Linked DNA regions of Anser cygnoides: regions 2, 3 and 4 are each linked to region 1. A link is a contact called in public Hi-C data. All regions are on one chromosome and are shown on one strand. Each heading gives the region's core, a stretch centred on a gene start, on an enhancer-like site or on the middle of the called end of the contact. The rest is flanking DNA. Distances are from core to core; before and after follow the strand shown.

What was found. Hi-C and Micro-C count contacts between places; a contact is called where the count stands out from the background.
Region 2: a Hi-C map of liver shows a contact between it and region 1, with 2.6 times the contacts expected there. The contact joins the promoter of CTDSPL here to the promoter of ACAA1 in region 1. A contact is called at or near these places in 2 of 7 Hi-C or Micro-C datasets (both in liver).
Region 3: a Hi-C map of liver shows a contact between it and region 1, with 5 times the contacts expected there. The contact joins the promoter of LOC106036790 here to the promoter of ACAA1 in region 1. A contact is called at or near these places in 2 of 7 Hi-C or Micro-C datasets (both in liver).
Region 4: a contact with region 1 is called in a Hi-C map of liver, with 2.4 times the contacts expected there. The contact joins the promoter of OXSR1 here to the promoter of ACAA1 in region 1. A contact is called at or near these places in 2 of 7 Hi-C or Micro-C datasets (both in liver).

The regions. Positions count from the first base shown.
Region 1 is chr2:5,517,185-5,520,339 of Taihu_goose_T2T_genome, forward strand. ACAA1 (acetyl-CoA acyltransferase 1) reads right to left here and starts at 1,651. Exons shown (of 12, transcript XM_066991431.1): 1 at 1,407-1,651; 2 at 185-278. The coding sequence starts at 1,628.
Region 2 is chr2:5,265,254-5,268,408 of Taihu_goose_T2T_genome, forward strand. CTDSPL (CTD small phosphatase like) reads left to right here and starts at 1,426. Exons shown (of 7, transcript XM_048062258.2): 1 at 1,426-1,602. The coding sequence starts at 1,527. It overlaps LOC106036870 (a long non-coding RNA gene), which reads right to left and starts at 934. Exons shown (of 4, transcript XR_007162747.2): 1 at 1-934.
Region 3 is chr2:5,742,987-5,746,141 of Taihu_goose_T2T_genome, forward strand. It overlaps LOC106036790 (solute carrier family 22 member 13-like), which reads left to right and starts at 1,517. Exons shown (of 10, transcript XM_066991413.1): 1 at 1,517-2,068; 2 at 3,028-3,131. The coding sequence starts at 1,697.
Region 4 is chr2:5,652,961-5,656,115 of Taihu_goose_T2T_genome, forward strand. It overlaps OXSR1 (oxidative stress responsive kinase 1), which reads left to right and starts at 1,512. Exons shown (of 18, transcript XM_048062313.2): 1 at 1,512-1,731. The coding sequence starts at 1,662.

The DNA.
Region 1 (3,155 bases), core at 401-2,900:
CTAGTGTCACCGTGGCTCGGTGCCATCTGATCGGAGCCCAGCCACTTGGGACAGTCATCAAGGGCGTGTTAATTTCACGAGCGTAATAACGCCACGCATCAACCCCTTCTGATCCCCACAACACCCGCCAGTCTCCCGTGGGCCTGTCCCAGAGCCTCTAGCAGGACGGAGGGCGATCACTCACCCACACAGATGTCTCCCAGCGCCTCTGGACGAAGCCCGACGTCCTGCAGGACGGCGGTCATAACGGCAGACAGCAGCTCATCGGGCGTGGTATCCTGCAAGCACACGGGGTTAGCGCTACTCAGCGAACACCGACGACTGCCCCGCCACCAGCTCGCCTTCGTGCTGCTGCAGAGGGTCGGTGCCCGGGCTTACGCAGCGCTACCTCACCTCTACAGCCACCACCAGACCGAGCTGAGTTTTCCTACAAAGGCGTTACTCTTATGTGTGTTTTTGCCTTGAGTGTTTTTCAAGCACTGTAACACGCGCAGCTTGCTCACCTAGCTGGGATTTATACGAATGTGTGTCGTAGGGCCTTGAAAGTAAAGCAACTAGGATGAGTTATATATGGCACGAGCATGCAGAGACTCGGAGTTCCCTCTGTGTAAAACCGAGATGACCCCAAAGGGCAGCAGCTGGACCCCACCACCCGCAGAGCTCCAGCTGAGTTACTGCGGGGATTTCAGCGCCCAGCAGCGCGTGGCACACGCCTGGAGTGGGTTTTGCACAAATCAGTGACTTAAGACTATAGCTGTGTGTGCCGTCATCGACCCCAAATTCAACACAGCCCCTTGAAAGCCCAGAAAAAACACAGGCAGCTTGGGAACACCTCATGTCCCACCACCACCACCTCCACTTGCAGGTGCCGTGGCTGTCCCGGGGCTGGGTTTGTGGGAACGTGATGTGAGAAGAGACTGAGGAAGACAGAAAGCGACAGCAGTCGCCTGGCACCATGCTTGGGTCTTGCTCAGACCCCGGGACACCACTGCTATGGCTCGGCAAGGAGAAGGCTGGCCCAGGAGGTCCACACCAAGAGGTCCGCAGCAAGGTGAGGGAGATGCTCCTCACCGCGGTTCCTCAGGGAACCGGGACAGGTGGGCTCAGCGTGGGGCAGGACATGACGGGGCTGGGCACCCCACAGCAGCCTGCGGGGCTAGGGGGCTCCCGGTGGCACCGCAGCACCCCCAAAAAATGATTTTATTTTCCTGATGGTTGGCGAGCGGAGCCCCCCCTGGGCGGTGGGCAGCGAGGGTAACCCCTGAGGGGGTGCTGGTGGGGGGGGAGGCTCAACACTTTGGGGCGGGGACAGCTCCCTGAGGGGGAAGCGAGGATTTTGGGGTCCGGAGGCGCGAGGGGCAGCAGGGAGGGGAACCCCCCCACACCCCAAAAAAGCAGAGCCGTACCTTGAACCCCCCGCGCTTGGCTCGGCCGATGGCCGTCCTCCTCCCGTGCACCACCACCACGTCGTCGGGGCCGGCGGCTCCCCCGGCCCGGCTCCCGCAGGGCGCTGCCCACACGGCGGCCGGGGGCTGCCCCGAGAGGTGCCCCAGCACCGCCCGCACCCGCCGCAGCGCCCCGCCGCTGCCCCCCGCCGCCATCTTGGCGTCCCCGGCCGCCGCCGCCATCTTGACGACCCCGCGGCGGGGAGGGAGGGGGGCGGGGCTTCGCGGGGACACGCCCTCTTCATTTGCATGGCCACGCCCACCGCTCGCTGGGCCCCCCCCCCCCGGGTTGGGCTCCGTGGGTGGGTGGGGAGGAGGAAGGGGGGAGGGAAGGGATTGGGGTAAATAAACGGAAAAAAAGGAAATAAGACAAATAAAAGGTTAAAAAAAAAAAAAAGTTAAAATTAGAATAAAAATTAGAATAAAAATAAAAATTAAAATTAAAAATTAAAATTAAAATTAAAATTAATAGCAAATTCTATGAGTGTCTGAAAAGATAAAATGCAAATAAATAAAAATAAGAATAAATGAATGAAACGAAAGAAGGCAGAAATAAAAGAGCCCGCCCCCAACCTTTTGCCGTGGTGTAACACCAGGCCAACGTGACCGGGGAGTGCATGCGTGGTGGTGGTCCCTATTTCAGGCCCAAGCCCCCCGCCCCGCTGCTCAGCAGCCCCCGAGGAGGGAACGACACAGGGGGCTGGCCACACGCTCGGCAGACGCACAACATCACACCGGAGCCTTTTTCCAACGGAAGGAAAACGTTTCTCTGGGATACACACGGCGACACCGCACGCGGAGCGGGGACACGGCCCCAGCAGGGCCGCCCCGCTCCCCCGGGTGCGCTGGGCAAAATAAAAAAAAATATAAAAAAAAAAAAAAAAAAAAGGAAATTTACATGGCATAATATTACATTCTCTTCTAGTTTTCATTTTGTACATCAGAACACTGCGAGGGTTTTTAAAAAAACACAAAGGCAAAGGCACCTGAGGAGCGAGTCGCACTCACACGCGCGCACTCACACGCAGCCTTGCACGCACACCCCTGTACACACCCCCCCATGTACACCCCCATGTACACACACACATACAAACACACTCACCCATGAGCCAGGGGACCAGGCTGTCCCAGGGAGGCTTTCTGGGGTGCTTTGTGGGGCTGACGAGGCCCCAGGGAGCGTTTTGGAGGGTCCCCCGTAGCCTCCCCCAGCGCTCGGGCAGCGCGGCTGGGCCCCACTTTTGTTCTCGAGTCTTTGGAGAAAATAACAGCTCACATCCACCCCTAAGGGGTGAAAAATCAAAGCTGAACAGGTTCGGTGAAAGGGGAGAAAACAGCATAAAAACATTTCCAGCTTTACTGAAACTCCCTTTTTGTTCGTCTCTTCTGACAACACCTTATTTGCCAGCACATTTTTTCTTGTGTTTTTTTTTTTTTTTAATCCATCCTCTAGAACTAACCAGAGTGATTTGGTCCTATTCACAGAATAAAATCCTTTCTTTCCCCTAGAGGAAGGAGGCGACTATTCCCCCCCTGCGGAGGGGACGGCCCGGAGATCCGGCATCCACCACCCTGGTGGCCAGACACAAAGCTCGGGTAGGTGCCGGCCTCGGCAGCTCCGTGGACACACTGACAGGGAACCCTTCTAGCTATTTAATTTGCCCAAACAGCCCCAGTCTTTTTTTCTTTAACTGAAATAATTCTGGTTTCTGC
Region 2 (3,155 bases), core at 176-2,675, 250 kb before region 1:
GCAACATGGCTGCAATTCCTTACTTATTACCACCAATACTGTTTTCTAAAGGTTTTCTTTATTTTTATTTACTCTGACGGCCCCACGCAAGAGCCAGTTCTGTGGATGGCTTCCCCTGCCCAGCACCGTGCCTCAGCCCCTAGCAGCAGGCACTCGGGAGGACAGGGGAAGCAGGGTTTGTGCGTGGCATCCCTCACCCTGCTGCACTGAAGCGGGAATTCCTAGACAGGCAGGCTTTCAAGACACTAAAAAAATACGTATTTTCACTGCGAGAAGCTGCCAGGGGCGCCCCCGATACGAAAACAGCCGTGCGGCTGAGGATCGCTCCACGGCCACCTGCGGGCACGCCTCACACCGCCCTCCGAGGCGACCCCCGCCCGCCCAGCCGCGCTGAGGGAGGAAATGGCGGCGGGGCCCCGACGGCGGCCGGCCCCGGCCCCAGCGCCTCCCCGGCGCCTCCCAGCCTCGGGGCCCCCCTCAGGGCCTCCGCCCGCCGGCCTCCGCCCCGCGGCCACGCCCCCGCCCTTTAGCCACGCCCCCTCCCGCGAAGCCATTTGGGCGCGAAGCCCCGCCCCCTCTCGGGCAAGCCCCGCCCCCTCCCCGTAGCCCCGCCCCCTTGTTTACCGCGCAGCGGGGCCCGGGCGCTGCCCGCCGCCCGCCTCCATCTTGGAGCGCCCCGCGGCGCGGGGGCGGGGCGGGGCGGGGCCGTTCCCTTCCCTTCCTTTCCCTTCCCTTCCCTTCCCCTGCCCTGCCTTCCTCCCCTCGGCGCTGCCCTCCTCATCCTCGCTCGGCGAAGCGGCGGCCGCGGCTCCTCGCCCGGCGGGAGGAGGAAGAGGAAGAAGAAGGAGGAGGAGGAGGGGGGGGGGAGCAGGGAGAGAGAGCCCGCGGGGAGGGAGGAGGAGGAGGAGGAGGAGGAGGAGGAAGGCGGGATGAGATAAGCGGGGCGGGGGCATGTAGGCGGCCCGGGAGCCGGGGAGGGGGGGGAAGCTCAGGTGGATGCGGGGGGCGGTGTGAGGAAGGGCCGGCGGGGGGGGGGGGGGGAGTTCGCCGAGGGGCCGGGGCACTTCCCGACGAGGAGGAGGAAGAGGAGGAGGAGGAGGAGGAGGAAGGCGGCTGCGTGTGGCTGCGCGGCGGCAGCGCTCGGCGGGAGGCAGGGTTTGGGGTGTTTCGTTTTTTGGGGGGGGGGGTTGGTCTCACGCCCCCCCCCGGCCTTCCTCCTCCGTGGGGAATTGGCGCCTGGAGGAGGAGGAGGAGGGAGGAAGAGGAGGAGGAGGAGGAGGCAGCAGCAGTAGGGCCGGAGGGGCCCCATACGCGGTGCCCCCCCCCCCCCCCCCCCCCCTCCCCCCGCCTGGCTTCGTTCCTGGAGTGGTTTTTTTTCTTTCTTTTTTTTTTTTTTTTGAAATCTGCATATTGATTTTTAAACAAACAAACAACCCCCCCCCCCCCCCCGCACTCCCCCCCCACCTCGCAACGCCAGCTTCTGCCTCCGGGAGGGAAATAGCCGGGTGAAATCTCCCTCTGTTTCCATGGACAACCCGTCCATTATCACCCAGGTGACTAACCCCAAAGAGGAGGAGATCCTGTCCTGCGCTCAGGATAAAGGTGAGCCACCGAAATCTGCGCCGGGCGACCCCTGGGATCCCCCACCGACCCCTTCCCCCCCCCCCTGCCCGGAGCTCAGGGCGAGGTATGCCAGCACAGGGCTCTGCCAGGGGCTCGGGAATTGGGGGGGGGGGGGGGGAACAGGGGGGCTAATTAGTGGGTTGATTTCATTAAGCGCTCTCCTTTCGCGAGGGTCGGCGATGCAACTTCGGCTGGCTGTCAGTGCAGCGCGCACCCCGCTCGGGAAGGAAGGAAGGATACCTGCGCTGGGCTTGCTGGAAGGCTTTGAAACCTCAGCGCTTCTTTTTCCTCAAAAGAACGGGGAAGAAAAATAAAAAAACAACACCAAAAAAAAAAGGGGGATTTCTATCCTCCTTTCCTTTATTTCTCGCCGTCTCACGTTCGAGAATCTGTAGGGTTTTTTTTCCTAAAGCTACTTGCGCGCCGCCGAGAGAAATGTGGGCTGCTGCTGAGAGCTGGCGGTCGGAGCTGCTGGGCAGATAAACAGTTGTTGCTTGCGTAAAGCGTCGCGCTCGGGCTGCCTTTCGCTCCAAAATAAGATGAATCCAGCTTGGCCGAGGGAGCTGCTTCTCCTCCAAAGTCTAGACGTCGACGGGCGCCCTTAACCTCATTTCCTTTTGGAAGCTCGGAGGGGTCTCGGACTGAGCAGCCGCGTCCTGGCGGATCGCGCCCCGCGGTGCTGGCGGGATGAAGGTGCCGTGGAAGTGGCGTGGTTGGGGTCGTTGGGGATGGGGTGCTGGGTTTGGGAAGTGTTCTGGGCGTCAGGCTTGTGCTTTGTTGCAGGCAGTGTTGATAAGTGGGGGGGAAAGGGCAGAAATTGCTCGTGTGCGCAAGCAAAGCGTGTGGCGGTGTTGTCTGGGAGGCATGGTCGTAGACCTCCAAGTGGCCTGCTAGGAATGATAGGTTTCCCCCTAAAATCTGGGCTCTTGATACCCAGAGCGCTTCCATTTCTGTGTGGTTTATCACAGAAGTGGTGAGGGGTGGCTGGAGAAGTTGCTCCCGGTTACTTGCGACGAAAGGCTCGCATAAAGTCACGGTCCTCTCACCTCGTGCACGGTAACTGCAGGAGGATGGAGACAGATTTATTAGTATTTTTCAAATTGCGCCGTTAGGGACTTGAGAGGGGCGTTCTACCAAAAAAATATCGTTTGCTTTGGTACAGGAGCGCTCGCATAGCTCCCTTTTAGACTCCTAGCACTTGAGAAGTGATACTTCCACTCCGAGGCCTTGCTTGTCCCTGGAGACTTACGACGTTTTCTCCTTTCGGTGGTGCTGAGCGTGGGGTACCCGCAGCGGTGCAGGGCTGGTGCTGTGCGTGCGACATCTCCCCAGACCCATTTTGGAGCAGATTGATGTGACACGGTGCTCAGATGGTGCCGTGGTCTGAACGGCCTGTGTTATTGCAAGTGCTGGAGGGGCTTCATTAACAGTGCTGGCAGCTGGTTGGAGTCTGAATATAAAAAAAAAAAGCCAGTTGAGAGAAATCGGGGGGGAAAAATTGACAGCTGAAAATAAGAGTAAGCATCCCCATC
Region 3 (3,155 bases), core at 267-2,766, 230 kb after region 1:
GGCTGCGAGGGAAGGACGTGTCAGAAGGGAAAGGTCTCTAAGTTTCCGGTCTTCTGTTAACTTTTCTTGCTAGGGCTCTCCGGCTTAGTTTGCCATTTTCTGCATCTATTTATCTTAAGGCGTTCCTCCTTAATGACCGATCCAGAGAACTTTACCTTGGGTGAACACAACTTCCAAGTTTAAGATGTGCGATGGGAAGGGATGATCTTGGTCACTGAATCTCAAGCCCTTCATCCGAGTCAACTTCTTAGCAGTCTTTCGAGCCTAACCTCACTCAAGAATCCCCAGAGAATGATACCCCAGTGCTCTCCCCTCCCTGCCTCTGTAAGAAATCCATTTATGGATGCTCCTAAAGCTTTTTGAAGCTGCCCTACACCAGGGCCTCACCGCCCTCCTGTGGGTCACTGGTCCACGCCAGTTGGCCGTGCTGCCCGTTCCTTTGGGCTTCCCTGCTCTCCTTACCACCTCCCCATCGCCTTCTCGCAATCTCCTCGCAGCCGATGAATTTGCACCTGGAAAGCAACCTGCCCTGGAGGGTGTGCACCTCCTGAAATTTCCGACTCACTCAATGGGAACGCAGCGTGGGTACAACTTCCAACCCGGAGCGCTGCACTTTCTTCAAGTTTACCTACTCCTTGTGGCTGCCTACAGCTGCCGGGCTTATCTTGGGTTTAAGTCTCGGTTCCAGCCCTGGGAATCTGTCTTTGCAGATGCTGCTGCCTATGCCAGGCATCGGGGAAATTTTGAAAGCAGTTGTGTTTTTTTTGAGACATTTCAGAAATGGCTGGTGCCGTTCTCCGTGCTTCCATGCCTCAGTGTCTTTCCACCAGTTTTGCCAGCTTTTTATGGTTCCAAACCTGGTCACACCACGAGTTCATTCTCTCCCGTCCCTCCTGTTGATCCTACAGATTTCTCTCTCGTTCTGTGATGAGGCGAGGTCAGGCTTTTCTCGGGGTTTCTGCCTGAGCACAGTTGCTTTCCCTTTGTCCTAAAAGTGGCATCATCTCTTCCTTCTGGTCGTGTTTTGTGCCAGTCCGGGTCCAGGCAGCCCATGACTGGTGTCTGACCGACCTTCCTGGGCTTTCCCGTTTCAGCTGTGGTGGAGAAGAGTGGATGAGGCCGCTTAGGGCCCGGAACTCCTTTTACCACAGAGGCAGAAGACAGAGAGGGGAGATGGTACGGGGAAGCCGCGGAAGATGAAGGAAACGGAGTCTCCCGTCGGCTGGGATGGCAGCCAGCTGGCCGCCCTTCCTCCTCTCTGGCTCTGCCCAGCCGTTAGCATCACTCCATTTCTTGGACTTTTCCCAGCTCCGCATCACGCTGGGCTGTCTTGGCCTCCGTGAACCTTGCTCACTCGAGTAGAGCAAGCGCCTGCAATTGATTCGGACAATTCGGTCTTCCCCCGTGTCATTGCCACATGGCCCTGGCAGAGGCACGATCCAGATCTCCTGAAGCAGGGGTTGGTTCTGCACGCTTTATCCAGTACCAGACACCGTATGTGGGTGGCCCAGAAATGATTAATGTGTTACACAGTGTACTTAGGACATGTAAAACATCAGGCGTTAAGTCTCTCCTGAAGAGACTGCATATTTGTAGTGCCTGCCTACGTCTGCAGAGCTTATCTTGGGATTAAACATTAATTCCAGCCCGCAGGAAAGTCTGTCCCAGCACTGTCCTCTTCCCGACTCAGCTGACAATGTCGGGCATCGGGGAAATTCTGAAGGCAGTTGGTGATTTTGGGACATTTCAGAAACGGCTGGTGCTCTTCTCCGTGCTCCCATGCCTCAGCCTGGCCTTCCACCAGTTTTGCCAGCTTTTTATGGTTCCAAACCTGCCTCATTACTGCAACACCAGCTGGATCCGTGCCGTCGGCCCCAACCTGACCGAGGAGGAGCAGCTGAACCTCACCGTGCCCCGCGACGCGGACGGGGCGTACGAGCAGTGCTCCATGTACTCGCCCGTGGACTGGGACCTCGGCTCCATCGTGGCGTACGGCCTGAACGCCACGGAGAAGTGCAGCAGTGGCTGGGTGTACCCCTCAGCACAGCAGCCGTCCCTGCTCACCGAGGTCTGTAAATGCCTTTTGACGCCGTGGGGACGTGGAGGGGAAGGGATGGACGGGAGCCTCCTGTCCTGCACTTTGTGGAAGGCCAAGGCAGAGGCGGTGTGGGGCTGAGTCCAGCACATGCTCTGCCCACCGGACAGCCCCTTGCCAGCACCCAAGTAACTCACTGTACCTGGCCTGGGGGGACCTTTTTGGTCTCCCTGCCACAGTTTCCCCTATTCTGCTGCCTGGTTCTCCTCACAGCACCTTCCCTCTGAAAGACATTTACTTTCCAAGAGCTTTAATTTGTCCTTGAGTTTTCTGGGACCTCCAGAGCCCTTCAGGGCTTAGACAAGATGTGGTCCTTATGGGCCATGCAGATGAGCAAAGGCCCTGCCTCCTGGCATCTCCAACATCTTCCTCTCTGCACCTTTCTTCTTCTCTCTCCCCACATTCCTCCCTCTTTCCTCTCTCAGTCTTTCCTCCCTCCCAGCTCCATCTGTCTCTTGGGCACCTTCCTGTGGGCTAAAACCAGATGAGAGAGCCCAGCCTGTGGCATTTCCAAAGGTTCCTTGGCTCCCCTGGAGCCCTGTGTCCTGCCTCCAGCCTGTCCCACCCTGCCCAGCCTTTGCAGCCAGGGCAGCCAGGTGCTGGGACCCCTCTCCGAGGCCCCACTTCACCCAACACTTCCCAGCCAGGAGGCTCCCTTGGGCTGCCTGGCCTTGACGCACTCCTGCAGGTCCCGGTGCTTGGGGCATCGCTGAGTGCCCAGGGGTCTGTCCCACCTCCAACTTGTGCAGCTCATGCACACGATAGAGACCCGCATCCTTGGGAGAGGGATCTCTGCTTCCAGGGGCTAAGGCGAGAGCCCGGGCACCCACCTCCTGTCCCCACCCAGGGCCAGCCGTGCTGCCCGTCCTGAGAAAGCAGCTGCCCAGCTGGGACCTGGCAGGAACAAAAGCAGCTGTGTTTCCCTCCTCCAGTTCGACCTCGTGTGCGACAGGAAGGACCTGAATGACATCTCCCAGTCTGTCTACATGCTGGGACTGTTCCTGGGAGCCATGATCTTTGGGCCACTAAGCGACAGGTGAGGACACACAAGGAATTGCCC
Region 4 (3,155 bases), core at 262-2,761, 140 kb after region 1:
TTCCTCATTCTTTTAATTTTTATTTTTTTAACACTTCATGTATCCAGATCTCCAGTGCTTCAGCTACAGACATTTGAGCCATCAACTACAAGGCAAGGGTGTTGGATTTATCACCGAATATTGAAATTCAGTGGAGCTTGCAGAAACACCTGGCAGTGGGAAACCTTAGAATTGCATGACTTTGGAGGCGGGGAGGGGAAAACCAGACCTCCTGACCCCTTCATACCCCCGGGCCTATTTTTAATTGAGGAATGTGGATCCCAAAGCCAGGGTGGGGATGAAATGGAGGTGGGCGATGCCGTGGGGCCTGCTGCATGCAGCCAGCTGGGCCTCAGGGCTGACATGTCCCTCTGCTCCCAGACCAAGCCCAGGCAGGGCAGTGCCATCGCTTTTCACACACAACACACACAGGTCACCAAAAATTGGCATTTATTTGGTATCCTGTGTTTGGTTTTGGGCCCCTCAAGACCAGAAGGACATCGAGGCCCTGGAGTGTGTCCAGAGAAGGGCTTTGAAGCTGGTGAAGGGCCTGGAACACAAGTCCTGTGAGGAGCGGCTGAGGGAGCTGGGGGTGTTTGGTCTGGAGGAGGCTCAGGGGAGACCTCATTGCTTTCTGCAACTGCTTGAAAGGAAGGTGTGGGGAGCTGGGGGTTGGCCTCTTCTCACAGGTAACTAGTGACAGGACTAGAGGGAATGGCCTCAAGTTGCGCCAGGGGAGGTTCAGGTTGGAAATGAGGAGACATTTCTTCTCAGAAAGAGCAGTCAGGCATTGGGACGGGTTGCCCAGGGAGGTGGTGGCGTCACCGTCCCTGGGGGTGTTCAAGGAGAGGTTGGACGCGGTGCTTGGGGACATGGTTTAGTGGTGACACTGGTGGTAGGGGGATGGTTGGAGCAGACGAGCTTGGAGGGCTTTTCCTGCCTTAATGATTCTAGGATTGTGTGAAGGTGGATAAGCAATGTGTGCCCCCCCTACCAGGAGGGTTTCTGACACCCAAACACAGGGGATATCCACGGCACCCACCGCAGAGCCCACCCTGAGGCCTGCCCAGGGCTGCCTCCCCTCAGGGCAGCCCTCAGGCACCCGAAGGCCCTACGGGCGTAAGGACCCTGCAGAAGGACGAGACACGATTGACAACCCTCTCCGCCAATAGAAACCGCGGGTTCGGCGGCCAGCAGCCAATCGCTGCTTGAAGTCCGGTTTAAGCACGGCGATCCTCCCGCTTATTCTCCGAGGGAGGGGGGAGGATGCGAGCGGCCGCCATCTTGTGTGTGGCATCCCCACCCTTCCTTTCCATGCCTTTACCACCCCTTACTACCCCTTTCTCCCCCAGGCCTTTCCGCGCGACGTCCACCTCCGAAAATAACACCGGCGAAGCGAACCGCGGCGGCTCCCTTTTTTTTAGTCCGGATTAACCGAAAGGAGGGGGAAGGGGGGGGGGAAGCGCCACGCTCAAGATGGCGCCGGCGCCGCCCCGCTCCGGCGGGCGAACGTGGCGGCGGGTGACGTCAGCGCGCTCTGGGCATGGGCAGGTGGAGGGAGCAGGCAAAGTTTGGCCGGCGGTAACGGGAGGCGGCGGCGGGGCCGGGCTCGGGGCCGCGCCCGCTCCTCAGGGGGTCCCCCGGTACCTCAGGGGTCCCCTCAGCCCTCGGGGGCCGCAGCCATGGCGGAGGAGCCCAGCGCGCTGCCCTGGTCCATCAACAAGGATGACTACGAGCTGCAGGAGGTCATCGGTGAGGATTGGGGGGGGGGGACGGGAGGGGGGGGGGACGCGAGGGATTTGGGGGGGGCACCCACGAAATTTGGGGGGTGGGAGCCCCCCCCGTGGCTGGGGGGGGGGGGGCTGTGGGGTCCCCGCGTGTCGCTGTGGGGCGTGGGGGGCGTCGTGCTTTTCTCTCAGGGCCACGCAGAGGGGTGGGAAGGTGCCCCCCCATGTTTTGGGGGGGGGGGTTGTGAGGGGGAGATGCCTCCCTGTTTTGGGGTGAGGGGAGCTGCCCCCAGTTTTTGGGGGGGGTGTGTGAGAGAGGGGGGAGCTGCCCCCCCCCTATTTCTGAGGGGGTTATAAGGGGGAGCCGCCCCCTTCCCTTAATTTTTGGGGGAGGTGAGGGGGGAGCCGCCCCCTTCCCCTATTTTTTGGGGTGGTGTGAGGGGGGGAGCTGCGCCCTTTCTCTAATTTTGGGGGTGTGCGTGAGGAGGAGTTACCCCCTTCCCCCAATTTTTGGGGAGGGTGAGGGGGATCTGCCCCCCCCCCCCCGTTTTGGGGAGGACGAGGGGGGATTGCCTCCCCTATTTCTGCGGGATGTGTGTTAGAGGGGTGTCTGGGAACCCCTTTTTCTTTTTGAGGGTATCCCCCTGCTGGGAGGGAGGTGTCTTGTAGGGGGGTCTTCCCCTCGTTGCAAAGGGAGGAGGGGTTTGGGGGGGGGTCTGCACCCCCCCCTCCTCGTGCATCACAGCGGGGCTGCAGAGATATGGGGTGGGTTGGGGGTCAGGGGTGCCCCTGGGGGCTCACCGCCCCCCTTTGGGGGCACCGAGACCATCCCGTGCCCCCCTTCTTTAGGGGGTGGTGCAGAGGGGGTGCTCCCTCACCCCTCCGTCTCCTGCCCGCATCGGGCCTGAGGGTGCCTTGGAAGGAAACCCCACGTCTCTCCCCGAGCAGCCCCGTTCGTTTTGGGGGGGCGCCTCCTCCCCACGCAGCCCCTGGCCTCTTCGGAGCTTCGGTCCCATCGGGGGAACGCAGGATTTTTGCGGTGCCGCCGTCCGGCCTCTTATCCCGGCCTTTTTTGCTGCCGCCGTGGATTTTCATTCATTGTCCTCTCGACTCGAGGCCCCAGCCCTTGCTCTCCATTAAATGATTTTTTCTTTTTTTTTTTCCCCTCTCCTTTCACATCAAACTGCGTGCTCACCCGAGGCCCCCCCCAGCTGTACCGATTTATTGCCTGCCCCGACCATTTCTTTTCAGGGGGTTTGTTTGAGGGATAAGCCGCTTTAGGGCCGGGATGTGACCCGGCCGAGGCGGTGCCACAGGTGAGCGTGAGGTCGGTGCCTCTCCTGTCACTCTCCCGGGGCAGGAAATAAAGCAGGAGGTGGCAGGGCAGGCTCCCGGCCGAGGGCTTGTAGGAAAGAGGTTAATTTTTAGCGCAGGATTTTGTCGAGTTGC